Linked DNA regions of Ovis aries: region 2 is linked to region 1. The links are chromatin contacts, called in public Hi-C maps. All regions are on one chromosome and are shown on one strand. Each heading gives the region's core, a stretch centred on a gene start, on an enhancer-like site or on the middle of the called end of the contact. The rest is flanking DNA. Distances are from core to core; before and after follow the strand shown. Region 1 holds the start of MRGPRG (MAS related GPR family member G). Region 2 overlaps OSBPL5 (oxysterol binding protein like 5).

Region 1 (3,226 bases), core at 316-2,815:
TCCTGGGTCTCCGCAGCTGGAGGCCACACAGCAATTCCCGCGGGGGCTGGGGACCGGGGCCCTGCCAGGAGTCACAGGCCAGAACCCTTGCTCCACAGGCCGCGCCTCTGCTACCGAAATGAGTTCAGAGCCAAACCCTCGAACTGGGAAATATCAGGACATGAACTGGGAGACCGGGACCCACGCTGCATAAAACAGGTAGCTATCGAGAACTTGTTATCCAGCACAGAGAGCCCTACCCACTGCTCTGCGGCGACCTGAATGGGAAGAAGTACAAAAAAGAGGGGACAGGACTTCCCTGGGGGTCCAGGGGCTAAGAATCCGCCTGCCAGTGCAGAGGGTATGGGTTTGATCCCCCTCGGGGAAGATCCCATGTGCCCCAGAGCAGCTAAGCCTGCGCGCCTCAGCTCCTGAAGCCTCAAGTCCTGAAATTCGTGCTGAAGAGGCTCCGCAACCACAGCGCAGCCCTCACTCGCTGAGACTGGGAGGACGTTCTCGCAGCAGCAAAGACCCAGAGCAGCCAAAAATAAATAAATAAATACAATTTTTTTAATAAAGAGAAGGGATACGCATAGAAACATAGCTGATTCGCCTTGCTTTTCAACGGAAACTAACACAGCACTCTAAAGCGACAAAGAGAACGCGTCAGTCACTCAGTCATGTTTGATTCTGCCGCCCCGTGGACGGTAGCCCGCCAGGCTCCTCTGTCCATGGGATTCTCCAGGCAGCAATACTAGAGTGGGTAGCCGTTTCCTTCTCCACAGGATCTTCCCGATCCAGGGACTGAACCTGGGTCTCCCGCACTGCAGGCAGATTTTTTACTGTCTGAGCTACTGTAAAGCAACTATACCTCATTAAAAAATTATTTTAAAAAAAAAGAAAAAAAATGTTAGGACAAACAGCATCTCTACACGTGACTTCTGACTTGCGCTCTGAGTCCCCAGGGCCGCAGAGCAGCCCATGGAAAAGGCGAGTTTTTGGCAGGACCAGCTCAGGACATGAAGCTTGGACAAGTATTTTAACCCCTAAGGGTCAGTGGGCAGCTGGGACCTGTGGGTGTGAGGCTGGCAAGTGGACAGTCGGGACGGGTCCTTGAGAAAGGGACCAATATCTGCAGGCCCAGACCACTCCCTCACCACAGTGGGGTCCAGCCCTAGGCCGGGCATGAGCTGTCAGGGAATGGTCAGGCCATGGAGAGGGACACTGAGGCCTGGGGGGGTTTTAGGTCCTTGCACCCAGGCCACACGGCCAGGCTCCTGCCTCACTGCCTGTCTCCCACACATCAGGGGACAGAGGAGCTGGCTCAGCCTGAGGAGCACCCCCCAGATGTGAGGTCCAGCCCCCACTGGAAGGGGGGCCCCAGGAGGCCACTCCCCGCTGTCCACATGCCTCATATGCTGAGGAGGAAGGGCAGGGCTGGCCCACACGAGGACATCGCTGTCTGAGCTCATCCTGTGGATGGGAGGGAGGGCCCCTCCCACTTCCAAGAAACTGGCTGGGAGCCCGGGTCCAGCCAGTTGGGCCCCGGGGACACGGGAGGATTTAGGGCCCGGGAGGAGCCCTGGGCAGTGGTGAGCAGCTGAGAGGCGCCCCGGTCAGCAGGTGAGAAGCCTTGGGGCCCCTGCACCCAGCCCACCTGCTCCCCACTGCGTGGGTCTGGACTCCCCTGAGTACTTTCGGGCTCCTGTGGGCCTGGGAGCTGGGGTGAGGACGGGGAAGCAGACGGTGGGCGCGTCATTTATAAGCCGGGACCCTGGGCCCTCGTTTGTATGTACCGGGAAGGTGTGCCTGTTCTGAGAGCCGGCAGGACAGCCGTCCAGGTAGCCCCTCCACTCCTCCTCACCCCCTGACGGGGCCAGAGCCCTGCTCCCAGCACTGGCCCTCACCCTCCACCCGGCTCAGCCCCTGGGGTCCCTCAGGGAGACCGAGGCCCCGAAGACAGCTCAGCACAGTCCACGACCCCACGACCCCAGAGTCCAGCCCAGCTCTCTGGGTCCCCCGACACCACCAAGCGTGCCCGTGCCCCACTCAGGGAGATCCTGTGAGGGGTAAAGACGAGAGACTCCTACCCACCCCGCTAAGCCCCGCTCCTGGGCGCAAGGACAGCCACACAGAAGGGGTGGGCGAGGACCCTGGGCTGGGAGGCTGGGAGGGTCCAAGGGGGCTGCAGAAGTTTCCAGGGCCCTAAAGGAGGCAGACCTGGGTAACGGGGTGTGGGGGGAGGTGAGGCTGGTCCAGGCAGAGGCGCAGCCCAGCCAGGGGGCACCTGGGGAGACCCCGAGGTTGGGAGGCGGGCTGTCCGCCCCCACCGAGTCTCTGGGTGTCTCTGTGTCCCTCTTGGTCTCTCTCTCACTCTCTGGGTGTGTGTCTGTCTCCCCCCGCCTGGCTCCCTGACCCCTCACTCTAGGCTGACAGCCGCTGCGAGGCTGAGAACAAAGGCGTGGACTCTGCAGGGAGGGGGCAGGGGGAAGGGCACCTCCGAGACCCCGCCATTGGGGTCTGCCTCCCCTGTTCCGGGATGGAGTCTCTCCCCTGGGACCGGAACAGGACGCGCCCTCCCGCTGCCCCTAAGGGGCTGGCAGCAGACACTCGCACCGGTTTCCCTGAGGACCCGGGCATCACCGCCTCCCCAAGGTTGCGAGGCTTCGGAGCTGCACACGGCCGACCCGCCTGCAGCGGGAGGAGCCGGCTGAACGCCTGCCCGGTCCGGAGAGCCAGGGAGGCTGGGGGTGTCCTCTGCCTTCTCTCATCCTCCCAGCCTCCCACCGCCCCCACAGTACGGCTCCCGCCCCCGCCCCCCGCTGCCCACCCTCCACGACCAGCACAGGACTGAGCATGCTCATGGCTACTGCTGGTCTCCACCCGGCTGACCCTCTGGGACTGGGGTCCGGCAGGAGCGTAGCCCAGCCTCTCCCCACATGGAGTCCTTGAGCCGTGTCCACACGGGCGCCCCCTTTGCCTCGAGTCCTGTCCAGTCGATGCCGACTGACCTCTGCAACAACGTTGGTACCCGGCCTTCTCACCCGATCTTTGTGCATTTAGTCTAACCATCCAGCCGGGGGCAGGACCACCCACCTGGTCAGCCTCCCCATCTCCCCGCATCGGGCGTGTCTTGCAAAATCCTCCTTTTACCCAGAGGTCGTGGGGCCTGCAGGGCTGGGCCTGGAAGGGGCCGTCCGGCGCACCTGCGTGCTGACGACTCAACGTCTGTTGCTTCCCTCCAGGG
Region 2 (2,971 bases), core at 388-2,887, 65 kb after region 1:
ATTCAGAATTGATTTCCTTTAGGATGGACTGGTTTCATCTCTTTGCAGTCCAAGGGACTCTCAAGAGTCTTCTCCAACACCGCAGTTCAAGAGCATCAATTCTTCGGCGCTCTCACATTCTTAAAGGCAAAAAGTGGCTTCTGTAGTGTTTTCTTTTTTTTTTTTAATTTCAGGTTTTTAAAACTTGAAATACAGTTGATTTACAATGTTGTGTTAGTGTCAGAGGAACATCAAAAAGATTGTTATACAGATACTCTTCTACAGATTCTTTTGCATTATAGGTTATTCTGAGACACTGGGCATAGATCCCTGTGCTACACAGTAGGTCCTTGTTGTTTATTTGCTTTATATATAGTAGTTTGTATCTGTTAATCCCAAACTTCTCGTTTCTCCCTCCCCATTCCCCCTTTGGTAACCATAGGTTTGTTTTCTATTAGTTATAGTATGTGCTGTACATAGCTGGTTCTTAGCTAAGGGTCGGACACGACTGAGCGACTCCACTTTCACTTATCACTTTCATGCATTGGAGAAGGAAATGGCAACCCACTCCAATGTTCCTGCCTGGAGAATCCCAGGGACGGGGGAGCCTGGTGGGCTGCCGTCTGTGGGGTCGCACAGAGTCGGACGTGACTGAAGCGACTCAGCAGCAGCAGCAGGATGAAAGGGAAAGTCGCCCAGTTGTGTCCGACTCTTTGCGACCCCATGGACTAACTATACAGTCCAGTCCATGGGATTCTCCAGGCAAGAATACTGGAGTGGGTTGCCTTTCCATTCTCCAGAGGCTCTTCCCAACCCAGGGACTGAACCCAGGTCTCCCGCGTTGCAGGCGGGTTCTTTACCAGCTGAGTCACAAGGGAAGTACATAGTTGGTTCTTGGCATAAGCTCAGCTTTTTAACCCAGACCTCTGATCACGCTTCTCTGTCTCCGCCCTCCGGGGCTGCCTCAAATAGAAAGGGGGCAGCCGCATGCCGGGCTGCACGTCCGACGGAGTGTGGGAGGCAGGGAAGGGGGTTCGTCAAGACCCGACGCCGTTTTCCTGCACAGGGTGCAGACTGCTTCTGCCTGCAGAAGCCGTGGCCGTGGCTGATTCTGGGAAAAAACCGGAGCATAATTACCCGTCCGAATGCTCAGGGCCGTTGTGCAGACCAGCCGAGGTGCCGGCTGTGGCCCACATGTGCATGTCTGACTCACGTTCCTGTTCCGTGGCAGTGGTGGCATTCAGGTCACTCTGGTTCCTCCCAGCTCCGTTGGGGTCCTGCCTCCCAGCCCCCTGGTGTGTCCAGCATTTCAAGTCACCAGCCACACTCAGGCATGAGGTCACTTGGGGGCCCACATCCACCTGCTGCTTCCAATGCTGGACTGAGAGTGGGCAGGTCCAGACCTCAACCCGGTCTCCTGCCCTTGGCTCTCTCCGCGCCGCCCCAGAGCCCCAGCCCCAGGATGCAGTGTGCATCTGAAAATCAAGCCCTCAGTGGGACCTGCAGGCAGGGTCGCGGCAGGACAGGCTGGGATCGGACCTGCAGCGGGGTCCACGTCGGAACAGGCCACAGTGGGCCCCACTCTCTAGAGCTGGGCGGGTCAGCTCTGCCACAGAGGACGTGCACGTGGGCTGCACTGGCTGCTCCAGTTGGCCCAGTGTCGGTCAGGAGGCCACGTGGGCGGGTGCCAGGACCCGGCCCTGCCCATGGCCACATGACCCGGCTGAGTCAGCTGGGAACACCCAGGCAAGGCCCTGCCGACCCTTCAGCAGGGCAGGCCACTTCCGGCCCCTCTCCCCGGGGCTCAGCCGCTCCAAGGCAGCCTGTCTGGGAAACGTCTCCCTGGGGGAGGCCGGGCTCCCACCCCATCCCTCGGGATCCTGCCTGCCCCCCTGGTTTCTATCCCTGCCCTCAGCCATCTCTGAGGTACAAGGGGGCAGGGGGCTTGAAGCTGTGCCGCCTTGAGGGGACCTTGGCCCAGTCTGAGCCTTTGGACTTCACACGGCACTTTCCCCTCCTGGGACCTTGGTTTCTGTGCGTTTAAAATCGGGTCATGAGATCCACTCCCCTCATCCCTCAGGTGCCATGAGAATCGCATTGCGTGGGACAGCGTTTGTGAAAGGGCCCAGGGCCCTCGGAGGGCCTGTCCGCAGCACAGGGTCTGCAGGAGCCCCGAGTCCAGAGTTCTGAACACTGGTCTGCTGTGTCGGGGAGCTACCCCATGTTCCCATGGGAGCGGCTCAGGCTGCCCAGTTTGAGCCCCAAATGCTGGGACCAGCCAGGGGACAGTAGGCAGGGTGTGTTTCTGGACCTTTATGAGGCTCCTCTTGGCAGGGACCCCATGGTCGCCGGCCTTGGGACCGCAGCAAATTTCTGGAATGCAGATGTGTGGTGTGGACACGGCGGCCAGCATCCTTTCCCTGACGACTGCCACCCTTCCCTGGGATCTGCTGCCCCTCCATTGGGTGTGCAGACAGAGAGCCAAGCAGGCGGCCTTCATCCTCGAGCTCATCTGTGACTGGGGGCATTTCACCCCTCACCTTTCATAATCATTCGGTTCAAGCAGAAGTGGGTGCAGTGTGAGCGTGGGCACGTTGTGGTATGGGGACCAGGCTGTGCGTGCCTGCTTCTGCCACCTCCACCGATTCATGGAGAGCCCCCAGCGGCCCCAGCCGCCTCTCCACTGCCCAGGAACACCTCCCCTGCTTCCACCAGCACAACTGGGCCGGCGTGACCCTGGGCCAGCGCTGGGAATGCTAACCAGGCAGCTGCAGGCACCCTGGGTTGGCCTGTCAGCCTCTCCAGGAGACTTTGTCACCTCCATTCAGAGCAACCCTCCCCTTCACAAATAGGGACCTAACGGAGACCATGCAGACATTGCAGGCAAGGTGGGATACCCCCACCACCACTTCTGTGCCGCCAAGTGGGATGTGGAGCAAGCCCGGGGTTCTGTGGGATTCCTTCTCAGAGCCTCAGCCCTTCCCACCTCCCC

The links. Hi-C and Micro-C count contacts between places; a contact is called where the count stands out from the background.
Region 2: a Hi-C map of omental adipose tissue shows a contact between it and region 1, with 2.0 times the contacts expected there. The contact joins the enhancer-like site here to the promoter of MRGPRG in region 1. A contact is called at or near these places in 3 of 16 Hi-C or Micro-C datasets (blood, mixed tissues and omental adipose tissue).

The regions. Positions count from the first base shown.
Region 1 is chr21:44,787,890-44,791,115 of ARS-UI_Ramb_v3.0, forward strand. It overlaps MRGPRG (MAS related GPR family member G), which reads left to right and starts at 1,566. Exons shown (of 2, transcript XM_042238171.1): 1 at 1,566-1,602; 2 at 3,225-3,226.
Region 2 is chr21:44,853,239-44,856,209 of ARS-UI_Ramb_v3.0, forward strand. The region is part of intron 1 of OSBPL5 (oxysterol binding protein like 5); the gene reads left to right. Among named protein-coding and RNA genes, the nearest start is that of OSBPL5, 26 kb to the left of the region's middle. Within about 2 kb of position 1,638, at least 14 of the 54 cell types and tissues checked have an H3K27ac peak or open chromatin away from gene starts, as enhancers often do.